2 separate regions of the Triticum aestivum genome follow, and region 1 is linked to region 2. Evidence: chromatin contacts called from public Hi-C data. All regions are on one chromosome and are shown on one strand. Each heading gives the region's core, a stretch centred on a gene start, on an enhancer-like site or on the middle of the called end of the contact. The rest is flanking DNA. Distances are from core to core; before and after follow the strand shown.

What was found. Hi-C and Micro-C count contacts between places; a contact is called where the count stands out from the background.
Region 1: a Hi-C map of leaf shows a contact between it and region 2, with 6 times the contacts expected there. The contact joins the enhancer-like site here to the promoter of LOC123128394 in region 2. A contact is called at or near these places in 2 of 5 Hi-C or Micro-C datasets (both in leaf) and 1 of 1 datasets of contacts at active chromatin or transcription factors (leaf).

What each region holds. Positions count from the first base shown.
Region 1 is chr6A:546,901,834-546,907,276 of IWGSC CS RefSeq v2.1, forward strand. LOC123128395 reads right to left here. Exons shown (of 5, transcript XM_044548381.1): 4 at 4,774-5,443; 5 at 4,253-4,680. The coding sequence ends at 4,812. Among protein-coding and RNA genes, the nearest start is that of LOC123128395, 8.8 kb to the right of the region's middle. Within about 2 kb of position 2,423, at least 8 of the 8 cell types and tissues checked have an H3K27ac peak or open chromatin away from gene starts, as enhancers often do. A contact at or near this core is called in leaf, where this site is marked.
Region 2 is chr6A:546,645,541-546,651,507 of IWGSC CS RefSeq v2.1, forward strand. It overlaps LOC123128394, which reads right to left and starts at 1,632. Exons shown (of 4, transcript XM_044548380.1): 1 at 1,030-1,632. The coding sequence starts at 1,275.

The DNA of each region.
Region 1 (5,443 bases), core at 1,173-3,672, 260 kb after region 2:
TTTGAGGGGACCGTCTGCATCCAAAAATTATGACCGGTTAGTGACTGAGCGGCCCGCCTGGACATATGAGGCGAGTTTGGGATGCCCGGTTGTAGATGCACCTACGTATCTTTGTTCCTCTTACACATACATGGTACGCAAGCACCAGAAGAACTTTCACACAAGCAGAGACCAGGCATCGTTGTGTTGCGATAGCTAGCTAGGGCAAGCCTAGCAAGATTCTTTAAGCTCTTGGAGAATTTATCTAGCTACGCTATATGCATACAAACACATAAAATCTACCTGGAGAAAAACCCTTATCTTTCAGTATCATTATTTTTTATTACATGTTGTATTCTTTGCATGTCTACCGTGCAACTTTCTTCCTTTGACACATCTTTGAATGGCACTATAATTTCATGGCTTACAAAGATTTTCTCCTATTTTTGCAGTGTGCGCTTAACATAACTGAAATATGCAAGTCACGGTAATGGATTATTACATATACAAAAATAATCATGTAATCGTGAAATTTTCACAAAAAATGTCTTTTCTAACAAGTAATGGATTAGTGAGTGGTGACATTGTTGTTACCCTTACAAAAGAAAAGAAAATGAAAACTAAAAAAATAAAAAAATGAAATAAAAAACAAAAACAAAAATGAAATTTTCTATGGAAGAATGAATTCGTGGCATTAGTATTACCCTTTCCGAACAAAGAAAATAAAAAAATCAAAACAATGAAGTTTTCTAAAAAAAGAAACTCTTTAAGAAGATAAAATGAAAAAAAAACTTGCACACAACTTTCCACTAAGGTTTCTAAAATATGCAAAGAATAAACATGTAATAGTGTATTTTTCACATTCTACTATACTTTCCACACATATTATTTACTACTAGTAAGTACTTACACACTCAAAAATAAATAAATAAATTTACATTTCCTAAGAAGGAATGAATTAGTGGCACTGGTATTACCCTTTAAAAAGAAATAAGTGAAAAGAATAAAAAAATAAGCTCAAAATAATTATTTTTTCTAAGAAAGAGTGAATTAGTGGCATTGATATGACCATTTAAGATGAAAGAAAATGGGAAAAATCTAAAAGAAAATGTGACAAAAATTGCACCAAATATACATAAAAATTTACGGTTTTAAAAATATGCTAGAATAAGCATATAAATGTGGAAGTTTTGCAAAAAGTAAAAACCTAAGAAGGAATGAATTAGTGGCATTGGTATTACCCTTAGCATAATAAAAATTAAATAAAAACTAAAACATTGTCAAAATAATGAAGTTTTCTAAGAAATCATAAATTGGTGGTGTTGGTATTTCCCTTTAAGAATAAAGAACACTAAAATAAAAAATAAAAAAACTTGCACACAACTTTGCATCAAAATTACACTTTTATATAGTATGCAAAGAACAATAATAATTATATAGTAGTGAAATTTTGACACATATTATATTCAGACTCACCCAACATCCCAAGAATACTCGTGAAAATAAAAACCAGCTAATAAACAAAAGAAAAAACAGATGCAAAACACATAAAAAGGAAAAAAAATAGGAAAAACAAAGGAGAAAGAAGATGGCTATGTTGCGCTGAAACGGGCTTCCGGGGCCGTTAAGGAATTGACTGACCCGGCAATGGAAAATAATCCTATAAGACCCGAGTCGTACGTGTTCAAACTGGAGACCCTCTTCCCCCAACAACGGGGTCAGTTAAAACAAAAAACAGCCCAAAACAACATCCACACCAACACAGAAAAAGAAAAGACTTGCGAATCTTAAAGCTGAAATCAACGGTCTAAAAATCGACTGACCCAAAATTAATTTTCAAGTGACTTGCATGTAGCTAAAGTGACTTTCAGTTATACGCCAGATGTTATTTCGAACGAGGCAAGTCATTCTGACCCAACCATGCACGTCCATCCAATCCACGCTCCTTCGTCGACGAAATCAGCCGTGAGCCCGTGAGGGAAACCTCGGCCGTCTCGCGGTTCAATAACCTTCGGATGCTTCAGGGCCCCTGTGCCTGCCGTAGTTGAGGATGAGCTCATCCTAATGCAGCAGTGCAAAGCCGGCGGCGGCAAGCACTGTTCCTTTTGCATTTTTTTTTGAGGAACCACTGTTCCTAAAGCAGGGTGGATGGCCGTCATGGCGGGCATGGGCCAAGGGGGCCCCGATCCTAGGAACGGTGGCAAGTTGGCGTCCTCTGCTTTTCAGCGTGTCTCCCTCCAGCAGCACCCCTCCTTTCCGTTCCCCTCTTTACGAAACTTACGCGTCCGTCGGATGGAGGACCAACATAATTATTCCCGCACTAGGGTGGGTAAGATAGATAGATCCCCGATCTCGCTGCGCCCTGGCCTGGCCATGTGGTGGGTCATCGTACCAGTACCAGATAGATCTCGCAGCTCGATCTGTTGCATGGTGGCACACACAGGCACGTACGCACGCTGTGTGCTGTGGCCCCGTCCAGGCGTGCGTTCGCATCCCTCACCTCCGGCCGGTGGGTGCCGCCCGGTGGTCCCCGCGCGTGATCTTCTGCGGCTTCTAGCAAGCAAACCTCTCTCGTGTTGCGTGGGTTGGAGACGACTTCTTTACGGCAGGCCGCGGACGTGATTGATGGGCGCTAGTCTAATAATCTGGCTCACCTTTCGCGGTTTAATTTGTCAGCAGGCGTCCGCATCACACCGGTGTGGTGAAGTGGTGCAATTGTGATTTTCCCTCACCCGCCCACCCACCAACCGTTTGCCCAGGAAAACAAACCCCGACTTTCTAAACTTGGGGGCGAAGGTGCGAGGTGAGGGCCCGGCTCCACCCTCCGCCACAAGACACGGCTTTGTGCTTATGCTTACGCCCGAGGGAGGTAGACGACGCGCACGGAGCATAATTCCGGCCGTGCATGCATGTATAATTTATATGCCTCGCGTGTGGCTACTGGAGTACTAGGTTTGCTAGGTTTATTACCACTTGGTGAACCACCGAACAACCAACTTGGCCAGCTGCCCTGTTAAATTCATGAGAACGCCCCGGTTTGAGTTTGATTGGCAAAGTACGTCGTGAATCCCTAGGCATTTACGTACTTACTCGCCTCGCTCCTGCAGACATGACGGTTGCAAGTCGCAACAGTGACCGGCGGAACGTGGATTGACCAATTCTATGTAAAGGATACATGAAATGAAAAATCATGGAACCAATTAGCTCCCACGGGGAAAATGGGGAGGGCGGATGATGTTGACGGGAACAGGGTCGACGTACGTCTGCGAGCTGCCCTGCTCGTAACTGGGGGTAGCTTTCACCTGCCGCTGTCGAGAGGGACGCGTATTAATATTGGGGAAAGGACCGAGGAGAGGGGGTGAAAGGGGCGATGGATGGATGGATGGATGGATGGAGCCCGAGTCTAACAAGACAGGCAGCTGAGGAAAGCGACGGGAGACTGGACGCGCCTACGTGGTGCGACGGGGACGGGAAATGCTATGCCCGGACGCGGAAAGAGAGGCGCGCTGGGCAAGTAAGGAAGGAAGGCATGGCAGGGCAGGGAAGGGAAAGAAAGCGAGGCAGCGGACAGGGACGGGGCAGCGTCGCGTCACGGGCCACCCCACTGACCGCGACCGTCTCTCCCTCCCCGTGCCTGTCGCCTTCCATCCTTTCCCCCCTCCGCTGCTGCTTTTTCCCCCACCTCACCACCTCGCCGTGGTGGCAGTGGTTTCCGTGGTTAAAGGGGCATCCTGTCCTGTCCTCCCGTGGGGGAGTGCAGCCGCGTCGCGTCACGCCTCTCTTGCGTGGGTGTCTGCCCGTGAACCCACACGCGTCGACAGACCCCCTGTTCTGCCTCATCTTCACTTGCTTCCATCGCCGGGTCTCTTCCTGGGGGTGTCATGTCAGGCTGTAGAGATGTCGAGGTATGACAAGTAGTAGTAGCAGAATACAAACGGTTTACTCATGGAGATCAGCATCAGCAAAACAGTCACCATCGTCCATCAGCATCAGCAATGCCTACGACCGACGCAGAGGTCAAAAATTACTGATGCAACAGATGACACCAACCAAGTAGATTGCCCAAATTTACAACAAACTGAGCAAGAAGGTGCATCTGCAAACGCCACAGCGCAACAACCTCCACCTGCAATGGAGAAACAAGTCACGGCAAAATAGAGTATTTGCGCCACACAGAAAAGAAACCAATACACCGAAATGACAGGGTCAGCCACAGCAGATTATTAGTTCCTGATCTACTGATGCAACACTTCCCCGCAGGGCAGGATACATGTCACGGCTAAACCATATGTTAAAGCTGCAGATGTGCCCAGCAATGTCAAAGACAGTTGTTTATCATAAGAAACTTAGAAAAAGAAAAGGAAGAGAAGAACCACCGGGGCTAATTACAGCGGCTTGAGGTGTTTGAAGATGCCAAGGAGCATTACCGTTCCATCTCCAAACCCATACCCTCCTGGCAAAAACAGAAGCAAGCCTGGCAGATACAAAACTCTAGCAAAGCAACTGCTCAAGCTGAGGAAAACTGGTTCCAGGAAAGTATGAATATGGTTAACATTTACAGCAATTACAGCCATGTTTCATTCCTCCCACAATCCCATGTCGTCACAGACATGAATCCATGTGTGAGTTGTATATCCCAGCCCAGCAGCAGCAGGGTCACGCAGGTGCAATACAACGCCTCACTTCCACATGCAGTTGCCTCTGCAAACATAAAAGCACACACCCACTGGTTAATTAACCAAACAAGATAACAGGGTCTTTAAAGTTGGATTTTCTAGGTACAAACAAGCTCACCAGACAAAAGAAGTCGATGCGAGGTCTCGCCAAAGTTCTTACTGCCATGACAATTGCTTGTATGATGATCTGTCGGGATCCCAACTGCCCTCGGGTTCCTTCCTCTTTATTCCTACACCAGGCAATTGGTACATTCTCGTTTGCTCCTCCACAAAGGCCTGCTGTGGCGTCATCAAATTTTGTCTAACCGATGAAAGTATTCTTTCATCCTTCCCTTCTAAATCTATACTCGCGGGACCAGAATTAAGATCAAACCCTCCTGGTCTTTTCCATTTCCAATTACCGTCCAGACCATCACTACTGCTACCTTCAGGACGGTTTATTGCATATTGCCTCACATGTTGGGGAGGTAATGCACCCGTTGACCCAACAAGTGACGGGGCAATGGTTGGAAAGTATGAAACTCCGGCAGGTGCAGAATTGGCATATGACGTCGATCCAATTGGAAAACCTGCTGTCTGAAGGTGAACACTGGGGGTGAAAGGAAATCCTGCATATTGATATGCAGGAGGAGGGTGAAACACCATGGTTGGTGGTGTGGAAACAACTGGAGCCCTGCCTGAATCACTTCCAAATTGGCTGCTGTCTGCAGCAGACGCAATCATCCTCTGGGTTCCAGATGCTGTTTCAATTGGATAAGGCTGTTCTCCTCTAGCAGGCAAAAACGATT
Region 2 (5,967 bases), core at 382-2,881:
CTATTTAGGAATTTCCTAGTATGTAATGCATCAGCAAAACAAACAATAATTAAAGATGTGCAAACAGCAGGTAAATCACATCTTTGTGGCAATCCAGCATAAGCAAGGCATGGCTTACCATGAAACCCGTATATCCACACCAATAACCAACGTAATGTTTCTAAAATGCCTTAAACAGCATTTTATCACTTCCTATACCAACAGCAAATTATATGCTCAAAGTAAGTTTTAACATGCACGCCAAGGCAGCTATTAGCATGTTAGCACCTCGTGCTAGCACACTGTTCAAATAACCAGCTTTCCAATCAGCTTGAGCTTTTGGGTGAGCTGGCCAGTGCGTGCAATTTAATACAGCATCAGAGAGAAAAAGGTCTTAAGATCAAGACCTGCAGGCCACATAGGTCCCAAGTTAAGGTATAAAAGAACCTAGACCTGATGGGAGTGTCGAAATATATTGACCAGCTTTCCCCCTCAGCTCAAACTTTTGGGTTGGAATGTTCAGTGCATGCCATTCAAATAGATGCAACTCAAGTTTAGACAGCACATGATTTCCTTACATGTTGGAGACCACTATCTCTAATTCCCTATGGTCCAAGAGGAAGCAGTCTAGTTACAGTATACAGATGATAATTTTCAAGCAGATGCAGAACAACAAATACGATATTGCTGAATTATATTGACCACCCTCCCCCCTCAGCTTGAACCTTAGGGTGAAATGGTAGGTGAATTCAGTTCACTAAGTATCCGAGACAAGAAGTCTCGTGGATGCACTATGGATAAAATAGTTATGGCCTACAATCTGAGAGGGAGTGTTGAAATATATTGATCGACTTCGCCTTGAGCTTTTGGGTGAACCTGTCAGGTGCATCCAATTCAACAGATACCACTCGAGTTTTATCAACACATGGTTTCCTTAACGAGCAAAGCAATCTCCAGTTACAGTATATAGAGTGAAAAAAATCAAGCAGAAGCAGAACAACAATTACGATACTGGCAAATTCCAAAACGTATTCCCATCAGATGAGGCACCTTTACGAAGAAGTCAGGTGACACCGGCGGGGGAGAACGGACGACCTGCTGCTGCTGCTGCTGCTTCCGCGGCGTGGCTGGGGGAGTCGCCGGCACCGGTGGGTGGGAGGCTGTCGGCGGTGGAAGGGCACACGAGCCGGAAGGAGGAGTAGGAGGAGAAGGTCCGTGCGCCGGTGCTGGAGCTGCTGCCTCTACGCGAGCTGCCGGCCACATGTGCCGGACGAGAAGCCGCTCACCGCCGCGCATGGCCCCGCATCGACCCCTCCTCGCCGGCCGCCGGCGCCGCGCCGCACCATCACCGGATCGACTCCGCCGGCGGTAAACCCTAGCTGGCTCCGAAACCCTAGATCCGCGGGGGCTCCGTCCGGGCCGCCCGCCCGAGCCCGCGCCGAACCCGCGCCTGTGGAGGGGAGACGCACGCCGGAGACGGCAGGCCTCGGCGCGGTCGAATTCGAGCCGGGATCGGGGCCGATTGCGCGCAGGGCCGGCGCGAGAATTGGGGGTTTGGGCGGTGGGGTCGGAGGGCGAGGGGTTCGGGCGCGATCCGAGGCGGGGTGGTGGGGGTGGGGGGAGGAAAAAAACGGCGATTTGGGGCGGAGTGAGGGGGGAGGGATCGCGGCAGAGACGGCGCGCGAGGTCGAGGGGGGAGATGGGATGGGGGGATTGGGATGCGGGCTTGCGCTGCTGGGTGGAGGAGGAGGGGAGGGGACGGGGGAGCAGGGGCATTTCTGACAGTTTATTTACGTTCGGCGCATGCGTTGCTCGGTGCGGCTGGCTCACGCACGCTCTCTGACCTGCCTGCCGCGGTCGCTGCGAGTGGGCCACTGTTTTGACTTGCTAGCGGGGGAAGCGGTGCCGACGTGTTGCAGTGCCCGTGATGCAGTTGCGGCAAGTCCCGGTTGGCCGGCTGCCGGACAGTCGGCGGTTCACCGGTCGGCCTATTTTTTTTTCTTTTGCCGGAATAAATGTGTTCCGCAACTTTTGCGGGCGAATTCAGTTCAGGGTTGCGGAGCGGAAGCGGTGTTGTAATTAATCACACACAGATACAGAAAGTAAATTGACTCATATATATGTGGAGGGGACTCTTTCTTATTAAATCATCAACTATATGTGCAACGGGAGAAATGTGCGGGTGATAATATTAGTGTCGGACTTTTTCTTGTTTTTGCTTCCCTAAACCTAGGCAACTAGGGCAAACTCTTCTCTCCAAACTTCACCGTCGAGTCCGTGGATTCGCCTTCCATCTACTTGCCGCTCCGTCGGACTGTGGCGGGAGGGGAATCCCGGTGCCTCCAGTCCGTTTAGTAGTTTAGGTTAGAGTTTTTTAGTCCTCGCAGGTGCAGTGCTCAGGCGAATGGCGGCGCTACTTCTTCGAGTTTGTCTTTCGGGTCCTGATCCTCCTCGAGAACGTCTATGTGGACATAGTCGATGGAGTTTCGGCGTAGATTCCCATCGTCTCTTTGCGACGGTGAGGTTAGGGTTTCTCGTCTTGTGGCGAGATTTGGTGTCACGTACTTTAGATCTATGTAAGGGTTCAACGACGACAACTGCGGCTCTAGGGTGCTGGTCCTTATGGGCACGTGCACGAAGACTTTCTGGCTGTCATCGACGAGGTCGGCGACAGCGGCGTGTCGGCGGCTCGCTCTGGTGGCATTAGTGGTTGTTTGAAGGTCTTGAAATCACAATATAATTTTTATTATGTTCGAGATGCTTTGTACTTTCGCTGAACTTTGATAATAGATCTTCTTTTTATATACGTGCCCACTTTCCTGCTGGATCATTTTCACAAAAAAAATGTACATGTAACGAGGTGCTCTCTGAAAGCGCATGTTATCTCCCAGAGGGGGGTAAATGGAAGACTTTTAGAACTTCGTCAAACTTTGAAGAATTTGATGAAGATCGGAGTGGAGAACTAGAAATACAAGGGAAACTAAGTCATCACAAAATCGAGAGTATATGCAGTCAGGATATGTTATAGTGAAGAACATGCAATCATACAATCATACAAGCATGAAGAATATGAACTAAGGAAATGAAAGATAGCATGATGAAATTCTTCAGTTCAAATTCGTCAGAGGATATATCACAAATTCTTCAGCAGCGAAATAATGTAAGGGGGGTGAGGAATTTGAAACCAGGTTGGCTCGGTGAAGACAATGCAATTTGGTAGACTAGTTCCGGTTGTTGTATCAATTGTACGTTTAGTTGAGGCGGCTGAGTCGCAACTCAGAGGACACACAGTCCTCACCATATTCCTCTTGAGCTAAAGTCACTTAGTCCTCGCCCAATCACTTATGGTAAGTCTTCAAGGTATACTTTCAAAACCTTCACATGCTTGTTCACCGGCACACCACAATGACTCTTGGTGTACTCAGAACTTGACGCCTAACCGTCTGGAAGAATGACAGTCTTCAAAGGTAACGGGTGTCGGATCACACAGATCAATCTCTTTACTGATGCTAAATCACTTTGGCTCTGGATTTTTCCTCACCTAGAATTCTCTCAAAGTCGTCAGAGGATGGGTTGCTCTCAAATGACAAGGGTCAGGTTCTCTTGGAGTAGCCAACCAACAAGTGGTTGTGGGGGCGGCTATTTATTGCCAGGGGCAACCCGACATGAATTGTCATAAATGCCCTTCTCAGATTCGACCGTTGTCAGGATAAGGATCCACTCGACAACTGGCCCGCGGCGCAACAACAGTCGGAATTTGAACTCTCAAATTCGTCGGGGCACTCAATTTCCTCACGGTAGGCAGATCGCACTAGCAAACTCCTAACTCCTCAGCCTGACCAAATTCGCCAGCGACCAGATGAACTTTGCCACTATAACTAGCAAATGCGTCAGCTGATCCGGAGATTTCCAAAGGCTTCACTCGAAGAGGCTTTTGTGTGTATAAGTTTGAGCATCAGTTTAGAAATGTGAAATATGTTTCACCTAGACCCCCTTTAACTGTACGGTTTTTCCTATGACTCAAATAAGAAGAAAAGAAACTACGAAAATAGAAGTCTTCAAGCTTCAAAGTCTTCGCATCAATTTTTTCAAACGCCGTACCATTTTCATCACCAAATTCTTCACTTGAAGAAATCCATTTTTAGGGGTCGACTTCCATGTGTTAAACCAAATCATCAAGGACTCTATCTCCTATGTATACTCACAAACACATTAGTTCCTCAACCTATTTGTTTTTAATACTCCAAATCCACTAAGGGGGCGCTTGATGCACTCACAATCTCCCCCCTTTTGGTGATTGATAACAAATTGGCTAGGCTTTCAACGGGAGTAAAAGTAATTGAAGTGTTATGTGGAGCATTGCTCGTCCACCCACACGGACACTCCATCACCACCGCAAGCACCAAGTGGATCTATGACAAGAGCTCGAGCACACACCATTGAAACCAAGGTGAACTCACTCCTACTTGAGATAGATATGGACATGAATGGAACTTGGTTGCTACCTCACCAAAATATGCTATGTTTCATTAGGTATGAGGACGAATTCCGACAAGAGGTTATGGAGTACCCCCAAGGCCTAAGAGAAGGACCCCAAGACCCAAGAGTTGACCAGAAGTGTCCAGATGAAGAAAATGGAGCGTACAGAAATTGCACTACCAGACAGTTCGGTCCCCACAAACAGTCCGGTCACACAGAAATTGCACTACCGGACAGTCTAGTCCCCACAGCGGACAGTCCGGTGGCACCCGAAAATACATCTGTACTCACCGGACTATCCGGTAGGCCCAGTTTCGCTACGAATTGGGCTAAAAAGCTCGTGTAACCTCCGAGGCCCATACCCTTTCGCCCCTAGACTGTATATTTCATGCTTCTCTCAGTTTTTAGGGTTGGCAAAGTATTCATAACACAAAAGAGGGCTTTGCTCATCTTCCTCCTCTAGGAGATCTAGACCTCCTCTTGGAGATCAAGCCCTCCTCTTGGATGCAAGACCTCACCTAATAGGAAGAACCTTATCCTAGTGCTATTTTCCTTGAATTGTTCATGTAATCTTGTGGATCTCATGTATGCTACCCTAGTGGATGTGATATTGGGATTTGTTTGAGTGATTTGTGCCTTGTGTTCTTGAGTGTTCTTCCTCTTTCCCCCTCCAAGTGTGAAAAGATCCCCTCTAGGGCTTCACCCTACAACATCTTGGTATCATGAGCCAGGTTGATTCACATCTTGGAGTCCCATCCCCCCATTTGCTAGCTTGATTTTATTGTTTTTCGTCCAAATTTGAAAATCCCCACAAAAATAGCCCCCCCCCCCCCAAAAAAAATTCTTGCAATTTGTTGGATCTTGTGAGATTTGGTTGTTTTGGTCCATGAATTTGATGTTTGGCAAGTGGATCTAGCCCTACCCAACAATCCCCACCCTTCCATCCACGAAATCTCCTCAATTTTGACCCAAAATCATCCATTTCCGCCTAAAAAAATCAATTACATGCCTTCCGAACCCGCACCGGACTGTCCGGACCCCCATATCGGACTGTCCGCTCGCACAAGGAGCAAATCACTCACAGACTGGACTGTCCGCTCCCCAATACCGGACTGTCCGCTCGAATCAGAAGGTTTTCGGATGAAGACTGGACTGTCCGCTACCCAGGACCGGACTATTCGCTAGTTCAAAAACTGCTCCGGCTGATTTCTTGTTTCGGTCATATCTTCCACATCCGGAGTCCGATTTTGACGTTCTTTAGCTTGTTGAGTAGCTCTTGACATCCCCCATCCACGTATATCATTACCACCACCATTAGTCTCCATACAAATTCATCATAAAACACCCACCTTCCATATTTGACCGATGTTGAGTTGCGGTTTCCGTTTCCTAAGGTGTTTCGGCTACTTAGGAGCGTGTGACATCAGCATCGTCGCCTTTTATCATCACCTCGGAGTCATCTTCACCGCTAACCATAAGAAAGGAAGGTAACCTCAACGACACTTACTT